Linked DNA regions of Mus musculus: region 1 is linked to region 2. Evidence: chromatin contacts called from public Hi-C data. All regions are on one chromosome and are shown on one strand. The core of a region is the stretch at or near the end of the contact, and the rest is flanking DNA. Distances in the headings are between cores, read along the strand shown. Region 1 has its middle 24 kb from the start of Gm52049. Region 2 overlaps Shc3 (src homology 2 domain-containing transforming protein C3).

What was found. A called contact is a pair of places that touch in the nucleus more often than the background predicts.
Region 1: a contact with region 2 is called in a Hi-C map of cortical neurons, with 4 times the contacts expected there. The contact joins two enhancer-like sites. A contact is called at or near these places in 2 of 39 promoter capture datasets (the C10 cell line and hippocampal neurons), 3 of 15 datasets of contacts at CTCF or cohesin (CD8 T cells, embryonic stem cells and large pre-B cells), 135 of 484 Hi-C or Micro-C datasets (the AtT-20 cell line, B cells, the BV-2 cell line and 63 more), 14 of 115 datasets of contacts at active chromatin or transcription factors (VIP interneurons, astrocytes, bone marrow-derived dendritic cells and 4 more) and 1 of 9 other capture datasets (embryonic stem cells).

The regions. Positions count from the first base shown.
Region 1 is chr13:51,612,043-51,618,128 of GRCm38.p6, reverse strand. No RefSeq gene overlaps it. Among named protein-coding and RNA genes, the nearest start is that of Gm52049, 24 kb to the left of the region's middle. Within about 2 kb of position 2,123, at least 60 of the 459 cell types and tissues checked have an H3K27ac peak or open chromatin away from gene starts, as enhancers often do. A contact at or near this core is called in astrocytes, cortical neurons and muscle stem cells, where this site is marked.
Region 2 is chr13:51,421,977-51,428,609 of GRCm38.p6, reverse strand. Shc3 (src homology 2 domain-containing transforming protein C3) reads left to right here. Exons shown (of 12, transcript NM_009167.5): 12 at 1-5,221. S1pr3 (sphingosine-1-phosphate receptor 3) reads right to left here. Exons shown (of 2, transcript NM_010101.4): 2 at 5,813-6,633. Among named protein-coding and RNA genes, the nearest start is that of Gm32834, 6.6 kb to the right of the region's middle. Within about 2 kb of position 4,024, at least 15 of the 459 cell types and tissues checked have an H3K27ac peak or open chromatin away from gene starts, as enhancers often do. A contact at or near this core is called in astrocytes, cortical neurons and muscle stem cells, where this site is marked.

The DNA.
Region 1 (6,086 bases), core at 874-3,373, 190 kb before region 2:
CTCCTAGTGTTTACCAGCAGCCCACTTTTAGAACTAGGATGACCCCGCTTTCCCTCCCTCCTCCTTCCTCTCCCCCCCTTCTCTCTCCCCTCTCCCTTCCCTCCTTCTTCTGAAACATGGACTAACCCCCAGTGTTAGTATTCCTTCTCTGCGTCAGATTCCAGCCTACCAAGTGTATAGCCATAGGCTCACAAGATTCCTATGGGGCGGAGCCAGCTCCAGTATCACTGGCTAAAGGACGCTAGGGTGGCAGAAAATAACCAGATTCTGCAGGACAGGAAGCAGAAGACATGGCAGGTTATCCTGCATATTGGCTTGTCTAACAGCTTTTAAGGTGGCAAAATAAACAAAACAACCCCAAAAGACTCCCCCAAACCATAAAGCCCAAAGATCCAAAACAAACCAACCAACCAACAAACCACTCAACCATAGCCAACAGGCAGAAAAACAGAAAAATAAGAAGGTACGTTTGTCACAATACTATGTATTTAAGATACCAGGAAATTGTGTGTTCTTCCTAGGAAAAAGGGCTCTTCAAACACTGAATTATGCACATTTAATATCAATATCTAACAAAGTTTACAATAGTTTTGGCTTGTTGGCACATTATAATTGGATGTGTTCCAGAATTTCAGTGGCTCAGTAAGACTGTAATCCATAGAGCTTCAGCTAACAGAATGTCTGTTCACTTAGATGTGTGTGTGTGTGTGTGTGTGTGTGTGTGTGTGTGTGTGTGTGGTGTGGTGTGGTGTGTGTGTGTTATTTTAGGATAAGTATAAAGTCTTTAGTTTCCTGGGTAAACAGAAAGGGAATTGTTTTTTTGTTTTGGTTTTTTTTTTTGTTTTTTTGTTTTTGTTTTTTTTTTTTTTTGTGGGTGTTTTTGCTTTATTGTGTTTGAGATGCAGTCTCATTCTAACCCAACCTAGCTCGTAACTGTTAGTGTGGCCCAGGTTGGTCTTGAACTCATGATCCTCCTGCCTTAGTGGCCAAAGTGCTGGGCTTGCAGGCACTGACCTCCACTCCCCACTAAGAAAAATCTACCTGTCTGATGTCTTAACAACTGGATCCTGTAAATTATGCATGTGTGTATGCATTATGTTCTTAAAGCAATAAGAACCAAAGAAGAATATTAAGACACCAATAAAAAGTAGCCATTCATCTCGTGACTCACAAACCAACACACGGAGAGACACTGCCAACATAGGCACAGCAGGAGACTGCAGCCCTCAGCATCCCACAGGCACACTGAGTTTGGCAACCGCCCATGCATACGGATGCCTTTGTGGGAGGCCCGGGGAGCTCAGCAGAGAGGCTTCAATACCTCATTAGAGGAAGGGGGTGAGGGTTGGGAGGAACAAGCCTGTCAAGGAGAGTAGATGAGGCAGGTTCACTGTCTCATAGGCCGGTCCCCATCTGCAGAACTCAGTGACAAGAGCATCCTCCTGCGGTGACTTCTCTAAGGAGGGAAAACAAGAACACAACGAATGCCTGGTTTCCTGGTCACGTGGGAGCCCAACAGGCGTGGTTCTGTTTTGGTCTACTCAAACCCTTTGCCTCTTCCTGAGTAAATAGCCTGGGGCTAGGCAGGAAAGGGGGTGGGGTGGGGGAGAAGGGGCGGGGTTCATAATGACAGGGTCTCGAATCCAACAAAGAATGATTGGTCATCCAGATACCTTGGAAGCTCTGAGAGGTCAGTCACATCCCTCCACCACTGCAGTTGCTCCTGCTAGAAGTCTAGATGGGTCTCGGGGAATTCTGTATACATCCCAATAGCTAGTGGTCTCCCATAAACTAACGCTGATAGTCAACTTGGTGGCATATAGGGTCACATAGATTACCTCCTGGGCGTGCTTATGAGGGACTTTGTTAAGTTAGCCTCTGGGTGTGTCTTATCTAGATTGGGCTAGTTGAGGTAAGAAGACCCACCCCAAGTGAGTGTGACATCATCTCGTGGGCTAGGATTCTAGACTTAAAAAAGAGAGAGTGAGGAGGGCACTGGCGTTCATCTGTTTCCTGACTGTGGCTGCCCTGCGACCAGCTGTCTTGCACCCCCTCTAGGATCTCCACAGTATGATGGACCAGCCGGTGAGCAGAATAAACTCCTCCTTCCATTGCTTTTGTTAGTCATTGCATCACGGAAGTGAGCGAAGAGTTGTCCAACACAGTGTGCATAAGCCTTTGTTTGTTGCCCCAAGCACATGCAGGCGACCAGCTGGACTTTGCCGAGCTGGGAGCAGGCTACTAACCTTGAACACTCAGGGCACCGTCCCAGGGAAAGGGAACAACTCAGAGCTTGGCTTAGCTTTACGAGATTCAGATGAGGTTTATATTTCCAAGGCATTTCCCAACTGTGAGCCAAAGGGATAAAGTCACAGAAAAGACCAGAGGGACTCCCAGAATCCCTAGCTCGGGTGAGTAGTGGATGCCTGTCTCTTTCAAAGCCATTCAGTAATGACTGGACACGCCTGCTTTTCCAGATGTGTCGGTAGCAACACAAGGCTTCAAGAACACGGAAAATCAGAAATGTCAGTGAGCTGTAAGGGAACACACAGAGGTCATTGTGAGACCACTCTCCATGGATGGAATGAGAAGTTCTGCAGAGGTGGAAACCTAAAAACAAAAAAGAAAACCAAAAATCCTAGAAGTTTTGGAACTGAGGAATGCATGGAGTAAGCTTAGAAGCATGATAGAGGTACAACAGCAGGCTTGACTAAGCAGGAAAACGATTCTGTAATCTTGAAAAGGGCCACTTGAAGTTTTCCCTTTAGTCAGAGAAAAGAAAATTCAGAATAAAAACAAGTGAAGGGAGCTTATAGATTTCTGAGACTTCCCAGTGTGGGCCGGCATGGACATTCTGGGAGTTCCACAAGGAAAAGAGAAAGATCGATCAGAAGAAAACTTGCTTGAAGAAATAATAGCTTCCAAATGATAAATCCCCAACTATTGAGAAAGATGTGGACACCAAAGCTCGTGAATTCAAAGCTTTTAAAATAAGATTACACTAAGATATATAGTGGTCAATTTATTAAAAGTCAGACAGAATTTAGAAATTACCAAGAGAAAAGATTCCTGCCACCTGCATCAGGACCCTCACAAGGCTATCAGCAGATTTCTCTGCAGAAGTCCTATAAGGGGAAGAGTGGAATACTGTGAAATCAATGACACACACATACACACACACACACACACACACACACACACACATCAGCTCTGAGGACATAGAAGCTGGATGGGGAAGACTTTCCTGCAAGCAGAAGCAGGAATGGCTATACTTATGCAAAGTAGGCTTTAAGTAAAAATCTGCCATAAGGCACAGTGGTCATTTGACCATGGCCAATGTGTGGAGCAAACAAGAATACAGGCAGATGCACTCACCGTAACAGTACAGAAGTGTATAAAGCAAGTATATCAGCAGAATTGAAGGAGCGTACAGACAGCAATGGCTCACAGTAGTAGTCTTTAACATCTCACTTTCAAAATAGATACATCATTGAGGAAAAAAAAAAAAAAAAAAAAAGCCGGGCGTGGTGGCGCACACCTTTAATCCCAGCACTTGGGAGGCAGAGGCAGGCGGATTTCTGAGTTCGAGGCCAGCCTGGTCTACAGAGTGAGTTCCAGGACAGCCAGGGCTACACAGAGAAACCCTGTCTCGAAAAACAAAACAAAACAAAACAAAACAAAACAAAACAAAACAAAACTCAACAAGAACTTGAATAACACTGTAACACTCAGACCCACAGACCTGACACACAGAGATTTCGCCCAACAGCAGCAGGATGTGTATGCTTCTCAGATGCAAACCATAGGACAGATCATACGCCAAAAAATTGATTTTGGTAGCAAGTTTAAGAAGATTGAATGCTGGTAACCCGTAGTCCCAACACATGGGAGGGTGATGCAGGAGGGTTGCTAGAAGTTTAAGGTCAGCCTGGGCTACACGGTGCATTCTAGGTCATCCTGGGCTACAGAGTGAGACACTGTTTCAACAAAAATAAGAACAGAAGAGAAGCTTGAGTACTTATCATATATCTTTTCTGGTCAAAATAGAAACGAGATCACCAACAAGAGGGAGCCTCTCAAGGGTGGGCCACAGACTCTTGAGCATCCTAAGGGTAGAAGATCCCGGGAAGGAAAGAAAAAACGGTATGAGGTGAGCAAAAATGAAACCACATCTTAAAGGATGCAACTTCAGAGAGGGGAATTACCAGTGACGTCTGCCTATATTAAGAAAAAGGAAACTTCTGGAATAAATAACTTGGCTTTACATATGACACCACAGAGAGTAAATATCATTGGTGGTTATCCTAATACATGCAGAAAATGTGTCTAATGAGACTTCTTTCTTTTTGAGGCCACAGAGGAACTAAGCCTGATGGGGGACATGGCAGATACCAAATGTTGGTGAAGAAACCAACTTTTCCGCACCATTATACCATTATATAAAACTGGGAAGAATCCTTACAAAGTTAAAAAAGGAATTGCTATGTGACCCAGAAAGCTCCAAGAAAATAAATTTGGGGATCTGATCCCTTCAACCTGTGTTCACTCATAGAGTTATTCCTGTCTAGACATGTGAGTCAATGTATGTGTCAATCGACGACTGCATGAGAAAATATCTCGTGAAATATTACTCAGCCTTGAAAATGGAGAAACCATTCCATGTATGAAGCCATGGCTAAGTGTGGTGAGCATGGTGCTAAGCTAAATGAGCCAGACACAGAAAAGATACAGGACCTTGGTTATATAGCCATCAAAATATATTGGCTCAAGAGAGCAGAGAGTAGAATGGGAGCTCGGGGGAGGAGGGATGAGGCTGGGACTGAAGGCGGTTCAGTTCCAGCTATGCAAGATGAGTGCATCCTGGATACCTAATGTCCAGATGTCTGTCTGTAGCTGGTGCCCGCTGGACTGTGCATTTGAACATGACTGAGGGAGGCTATCTTAGATGTTCTTACCACAGACAAAGAGACAGCAACCACGGGAAGCAATGGATGCGATGACAGGCAATTATTTCAGAATGTACACGCACACCCATCAAAACATGGCATTGCACAGTCTAAGCATATACAATTTTTGCCAATTATGTTTAAGTAAACCTCAGAAACACACATCCTTGGAAAAATAGAAGTTTAGCCCAGGGTAGCATCGAACCCATGTGACCCAACACAATGAAACGGTAGAGCAAACAAAGATGGCAGAGCAGATGTCCGTGGAGGAGAATGGCTCAGGGCACAGGCTCCAGAAACACCCTGCTCCCTGGAGCAGCATCAGCAGCAGTGACTTCACGAGGTTCTCGGTACTCCCAGATCTTCTGGATCAGGAACTCCAGGGCACCACCACAAGCCTCCACAGGGGCAGGGACACTCTGAGAGACATCCCTAAGAACAAGCTAGAATATCTTCTCTCCTGCTCCATATTGACCTAAGCTCAGTCCTTGTGTCTGGAATAGGGAACGACTTGTTCTTCTAAAATAAAACCTCATCTAGAATAAATCTCAGCCATGAAAGGTATTTAATGTAAATATATAATTAATTAAAGGGGAAGAAAATCATGGATACGTACTCCCTGTGCCCAGTTTGGGAACTACGACGGTGCTGGGTGGTAGAGCTAGCTATTACATCTCAGAGCAATGGCTTTTAGGGATAGAGGCCATTGGGCAGTGAGGTTTTTTGTTTGTTTGTTTGTTTTGTTTTGTTTTGTTTTAATAACAAAATCTTTCTTTGGGTGAGAAGGCTCAGCAGTTAAGAGCACTGGCGGATCTTGCAGAATATCTGACACCTACCCAGTGGCTCACAACCACCTGTAATTCCATTCCCAGGGGGACCTCATGTCCTCTCTGGCCTCCTCAGGAGCTGCATGCATGTGTGCACACGCCTTTAATCCCAGCACTTGAGAAGCAGAGGCAGGCGAATTTCTGAGTTCGAGGCCAGCCTGGTGTACAGAGTGAGTTCCAGGACAGCCAGGGCTACACAGAGAAACCCTGTCTTGAAAAAAACCAAAAAACAACAACAAAAAACCCAATAGCCCGCAGTATTGGTTAGATTTAAACTATTTCAAGGTAGAAGCATAGTTTTAATTCATTACAC
Region 2 (6,633 bases), core at 2,775-5,274:
AAAAAAAAGGAATACTCAGAAATGAATTCTCTGAAGTCAGTGTTGAGTTTGAGGGTAATAAGATTTATAGGAATCAACATTTCTCTTTTTAATTTTAATTCAAAACATCTAATTATTGTTCCAGATTAGAGGACAGATGTTATAGTTAGGGAAATCTTTTAGACACAGGGCAGACTGCAGAGGTTGTTCTTGGCAGCCGTGTTCTGGCCTGCATTCCTTTTAAAGCATGTCAGAGTTCACAGGGGTTCGTCATGTCTTGCTACAAACACCATGTATGTGATGGGACAACTCCCTCAAACCTCACATACACCCGGGGAAACTGAGGCTCACTTCAGGTCACATCGTCAGCTAACAGAAGAGCTGTTCTAGTCACTCAGCATTTTCTGCGCACAGGTGTGGCCTGCCTGTGTTTTGAGGCCAGGGTTTGGGGGCAGACCCCAAAGCTTCTCCTCCTGTGCCTACACACCTCTTCCATGGGTTCCCAGACCATATCTGCCTGGGTAGGGCAGGGCTTCGGGCTATGAAGGAGCAACTCCATACTGTGCAGAACAGCACTCTGCTGTGCATTCAGGGGCTTCAGCTCCCAGGGCACGGTGGCTGAGTCTACGCCAGGCATGAGGGTCTGGCGTGTGCCTGGATCCTGTGCTCCTCCTTATAGGCACCCCACCACTCCGTCCAGAACTCTGCATCTATTTTAGTGGTGCGTGGTGGGGTTCAGCAGCCTTAAAAACAGCCCCTGTCTGCTCTTGCACAGTGGCTCTGAATCCCCTGCCAAATCCTTCCATCCCTTGCTCTCCTGGGAGAGTTAGCTGTTCTTCAGATCACCTCTGCACACTCTTGGGGCTGACTGACCTTCCATGGGGTTGTTCATCATGGTCTAGGTTGGCTCTGATTCTCAAATCTCCCTCCACCATAAGGTGGGCAGTCTGCTAACAACACAGGTCAAATGACTCAATCTTTGACCTATACTTGTGTTATGACCATGGTGTCCCTTTTGTATTTTAAAGACAAAGAGCGGGATACCTGCTTAGCCTGGATAAACAGCTTTCTGTGACAGGCCAACTCAGATGGTGGATAGATGGGCCAAATAGGACACATGAAGCAACCGTGAGGTTCTCTTAGCAACAGAGGCAGTTGTACGTAAAGGCCGTGAGAATCCATGAATGGAGGGTAAAGCTTAGGTTGGAAGGACAGGGAGAATGAATTCCCCAAAGCCCATGGGATTCAGGTCACAGTTGCCATATGTCCAGGCTCCACTGGTGTCCTGAAGATGCCTCTCTTTCGAAGGGAAGATCTCCCCCATGGTGACATTAGACACCTGGGAGGCCTCCTTATAGGAGTGGCTATAGAGTGGACACCTCCATTCCACGTTAGATCCAGTGCCACATTCTCTTCTTGTTGAAGTGAGTTGAGTTGAAATCCAACTCAGTCCCCAAGACAGTGATGCAGCAGAGGCCACCCCCATGAAGCTCATCCTGGTACAACCTGAACAATAGGTTCTCTGACACCATGACTTGTGCTTCCTTCAAAGAGTGGTGTGGATAGAGAAATAAATATATAAAGTGACTTCCTGGGACTCTTCACTGACAGAACGTATCTCACTCCTCCTCCATGGGCCCAAAGTGGTAGGCCATCTATAAACAGCTTTTGTGGATGGTGACAGCCAGATTTTAAATAGGAGGAGGGTAGTAGAAAGGTTGCAAATGAAACCATGTGCTCAGAAACATATGTGTGATGCTAGTTCTTATGGAAATTTTGAAGTGTGTGTGTGTGTTTTCAAGAAAGACAATGTAGATAATAAACCCCACTCCTGGAACATATTACAAACCTAGAAATTTTGCCCTTCTGGGATAATGGGCAGGTGCTTTCGAGATGTTTCAGCTGAAGGGGCCCTTGTATTTCAGCTGAAAAAATTGGATGGCAGTGGTCAATGGCTAGATCTAGGAAAGAATGCAGGACTTACTAAGGCCTTTTGAGGCTCAGACATGTAGCTCACATGGAAGCAACATACTCCACCTTTTGAAGTACAGGAAGGACTGAGCCATTTGCCTGAGAGAGTCAGGACCTGTGGTTGGTGACTTAGCTGGTATTCTACCAAGGGGAGCTGGGGGTGGGGGTGGGGATGGAGGGGGGATTTGGGTCCATATAGCTTACTTTGGAAATGATCCCAGAAGTCAAGAAGGAAGTAGCTGCTGTGGAATGGTTGCATTGTGGAACACGAGTCCACCCAGGATACATTGTGGGCATCTATTTGCTGTTAAGCCCCAGGAACAGAACTGAAGACACCTGGGTTAGCTAGTGGGTGGGGCATGGAGGAGCTCCACCACAGTCAGCATGGATGGAAGGCTATCTCCAGAGATTTCTGCCCAGCCTTGTGCATACCTGTGCACACTCTGTGAACTGGGACATCCTGGGGCAGAGGCTGGTATTTATAAAATATCAGTCTCAGAGCAGAAGGCAGACATCGAAGAACCAGGCTGCCTGATCCACACATGGATTTCAGGGCTCTGGCCCTTGGGCTCCTGACTCAGCAGGCCTAGTGTGAGGGTAGAGCACTTGCCTTTTCAGTGTGAGGACATGCTAATGCTAAGGATCTTGGCTTTGATATTGACTGGTGAGCCTCCACCCCTTCCTTGACGCTTACTGGTGGACTCCATCTCCATCTCCCTCCCACCCCCACCAATTATGAAGAAAATTTCACACCACTTCACATCATATTTCCCAGGCCCATGCCGTGAATTTGAAAATGGGGAATTAATAAGTACTTATAACTCCCTGCAACTGTGGCTGGCAGATAAAATGCCATCTGCCAGACAGGATTTATTTATAATGGGGTTTATACATATTTATAAGTTTGCAAGCAACAAATGCACAGTTTTAAAACTGGCACATTTTATATCAGCTAGAAAAAAATTGCAACTTTATACTAAGGCTTTCTGAGTGTGAACTGCATGTGTGTAGTATACACGTACACGAGCTTTCTTTAGTTCAGATGGAATGCGCACCACAGCATGTGTATGTCCAGATGCAGACCAGCTCTGTGTTGGGTCTCTCTCTACTGAGCCTCTGGGGTTTCCTGCATTGGATGACCTGTATATGAGAAATGGCACCAAGAGCTTGGCGGTTGATTTGCTCTCATTTGCAGACCTGTGGAGCAGAGTTCTGGGTGTCGTGGACTCTGAGACCATGGTACAAAAAGGGAAGTAGGGCTCTCACTGCAGGCCGAGAGAGAGGGAAAGCAAGCCAGGAGTGTGGTGCATTTCTGTAATCCCAGAACTTGGATGGTAAAGGCTAGCTCAGGGTCAACCTGGGCTAAACGAGGCCATGTCTCAAGAGAACTAAACAGAAGGGTAGCCAGCAGAAGACAAGGAAGAGGCAGGTGTTAGAGAAAAGGAAAAGGGACATGCAGATGAAACACCCACAGACCCACATCCTTTCTTGACCCAGCCTGACTTACCACAACCGGACTTGGCTGGCCAGCCCTCCTGGCCACATTTATACCTTAGATCCTATGTAGCAGGTCCTGCAGGGACTTGTGGGACAGAGAAGGGAACATAAGGTGAATCTGTTCCTGTTTATAATCTAACTGGAGCCCCTCCTCCAACACACACATGAAGTGTGAGAGTGTTGGAGTGGGAGTCGGGGAGGCTTTCAGGGCTGGTGTGCTCACATTCAGTATGGACCAAGGATCAGGCTCAGGACTGAGCTGGAGGCGCTGAAGGCTTTTAAACAGCAGGTGGCGCAGTTGTACCCTTGAGGAAGAAAAGGGTGCAAAAGTTCAAGTTGGTGTCCCTCATGGAATCTGCTGATGTCAGTAGGATGCCGGAGGACAGGTTGAAAAGCTTTCCTTTCCTCTCGCTGCCCTCTCAGATGCCCTGGGGGTAAGTGAGTCCCTGAGACCCCCAGACACACCTATGGGTGAAAGAGAAACCACAGGAAATGGACAGCTTTATGTACCCACTGTACATAGAGGACAGAACCTATGGGGTGAATCTGAAACCCGAGCTCCTGAGGACATACAGGTTCACACTGGAGGAAATTCCTTTACCACAACCAAAGTCACTCACAGCGGAGTCAAGCAACAGTTCACAAGGCAGAGACAGTAGACTAACTAGTCTGGGGACAACTAGTTTCTTTTCCTCTTCTTCTTCTTCTTTGTTTAACAACACTATGTGTGAGTTGCCAATTGAATGTTCTCTGTTCAACTGACTTTTGGATATAACTTGTTTCTGAGTATTGTGAAATTTATGTGAATTTCTTTGTGTTCAGAATGAGACATTTGATGTTCAAAAGCCCCAGGATTAGGGGACAGCTCAGTGTAAATGTAATGTGTAACAAGGTATTGAACAGTTTTCCAAAAGCATTCGGGTGGCCAATTATACATATTGATATATACATATTTGAAATTTCTTTTTGTTTCTGTTAACCATTGTGAAACACCAACAGTTACTGTAACAGTTACTGCCTGGGAGTGTGGCCAACCGCCCCTTGCCACTTTGATACTGGCCTGGGATTGGCTCCCTAAGTCACCTGTTGAGGAGCAGAAATACAAAGTCAACTTTAAGTTTTCTAATATTTTTCTTTGATAAAACTTAGGCGATTTGACGACCATTTGGCATTCCCAAGAGATAACAGGTGAAGGTGATCAGGCAGCTTGGACTCCCTCACCTGCAGGGACTCTTTAGAGAAACGGTGTTGCTTTCGGTCTCATGCCCTCCACCACGGTCCTGGCACACCACAGCCGAGCTTCTGGGATAACCACGAGGAGGCAGCATAGAACATCCCATCACCATGGCCGAGGTATGGCTGGTGGCAGGCTAACCCTAGACAATGCTGCTCTTCTTGTTATTATTAGGTACTGGAACATGTGCCTTTATCATTGGGACGGCCACCCATGCACTTCCAATCCCAGAGCTCAGAGCTGACCCTCTGCCCTCTGACTTAGACAACTATGTGGGTGATGAGGTTTTTGTTTTTTTGTTTGTTTGTTTGTTTTCATTTTTTTCATTTGTCACTAGTCTCCAAAGCATGGAACTGGCGGCGATGTCATTAGACATTTTCTATAAAATGCACCTTGTTATCTTTCTGTGACCGGCTCTTTCCCAGCACACAGAATAACCACGGCTCAAAGATTGAGAGGAGTAACCATTTTTAAATAGTTAATTGTTTCAGTGACTGTAAGTGTTAAGTCTGTTGTTGGCAATAAAGGCTACTGTGAAAAGAAGTGTCTCTTGTTTGCGTGACAGAGCTCACGTCTGTGTGTGGTGGCAGGGCGCCATCATGCATGCGTAGAAGTCACAGGACAACTTGTAGGGCTTCTCTCCTTCTGTCATGTGGGCCCTGGGAATCGAACTCAGGACATCAAGTGTCACCAAGGCAAGCAACATTGCCTTCTGAGCCACTCGCCAGCCCTGGGTCTTATAACGCATCGCAGAAGACAGGAGGGCAGATTGAAACCTTTCTCTAGAAAATTGGTCTTCTGTTTTTCCCTCAGGGGTGGGAAAAGGGATAACTTGTCAGAAACACTTGAAAAGATTCATGCCAATTTTGCGATCTGGAGCATAGACTGCCTTGGGCAGGTCAGAGGTGATAGACGGCGGGAAGGTGGAACTGGGGGTGGGGGTGAGGTGTCTTTTTCACTACAAGTTATAACATCTGTCGTCAACAAAGCATCACACCAAATATGGATCCTCCGTGTGTGGGATGCAGGTTAGTGGCTAAAACTTACCGACTATAAAACAGGGAGCCAGTTCTGCCGGCTGCTTACCCGCTTGCTCATCTGCAGACACTGGCAAATGAAACCTAGTCTTCTGGTTGGATGACATTTTTATTTTATAATTTCTTCCCTACAGAGGGGCTATTACCATTCTTCAAATCATAGGATCTGCTGGGAAATGGCTCCCCTGGGATGCCCTGTGCCTACGTAAATGCCACAGAGGGCAGTTTGTGCCTATAACCATGACAGGAGGAACACAGGTCCTGGGGGGAATTGTTGGTCAGTCAATCTAGCCAAAGCTGGCAGCTTCGGGTTCAGTGAGAAATGGTGTCTCAAAAAAACAAACAACAAAACAACAACAACAACAACAAAACAACAACAAAAAAACCAAGATGGAGAGCATAGAGAGAGAGAGAGAGATCCAACATTAACCTCTGGCCTCTCCTGCATGCACAATAGTGTACATGGGTGGGCACACACATACACACACTCACCACCGCTACCACCACCACCACCACCACCACCAGTAAAACAGCATCTACCCAGACCTGTATCAGTAGCATCCAGTACGCTAAAGCTTCAATCTAACATCATCTACAAGATGGCCCTGGGGGATAAAAGGGACTTAGTGATTGGGCATCAAATGTAGTTTATGCCTGTAATGCTGTGAGATCAGGTTCTAGGGAGAGAAGCAAGACCACCCCACTACACCCCCCGAGTGTCTATTCCAAAACAATAGAACATACCACACAGGCCTCCAGGATGGGTTTTTATACAGGCTTTTGGTTTTATTTATTATTAACAAACATAAACTGCAAGTAGCCAAGGTTGCTCACTACCTTGGGCGAGCCCCAGGGTCTCTGGTGTCACTGGTTTCCGACCTTTGACCTTCAGGGTGAGGGTTGGATGCACCCGAT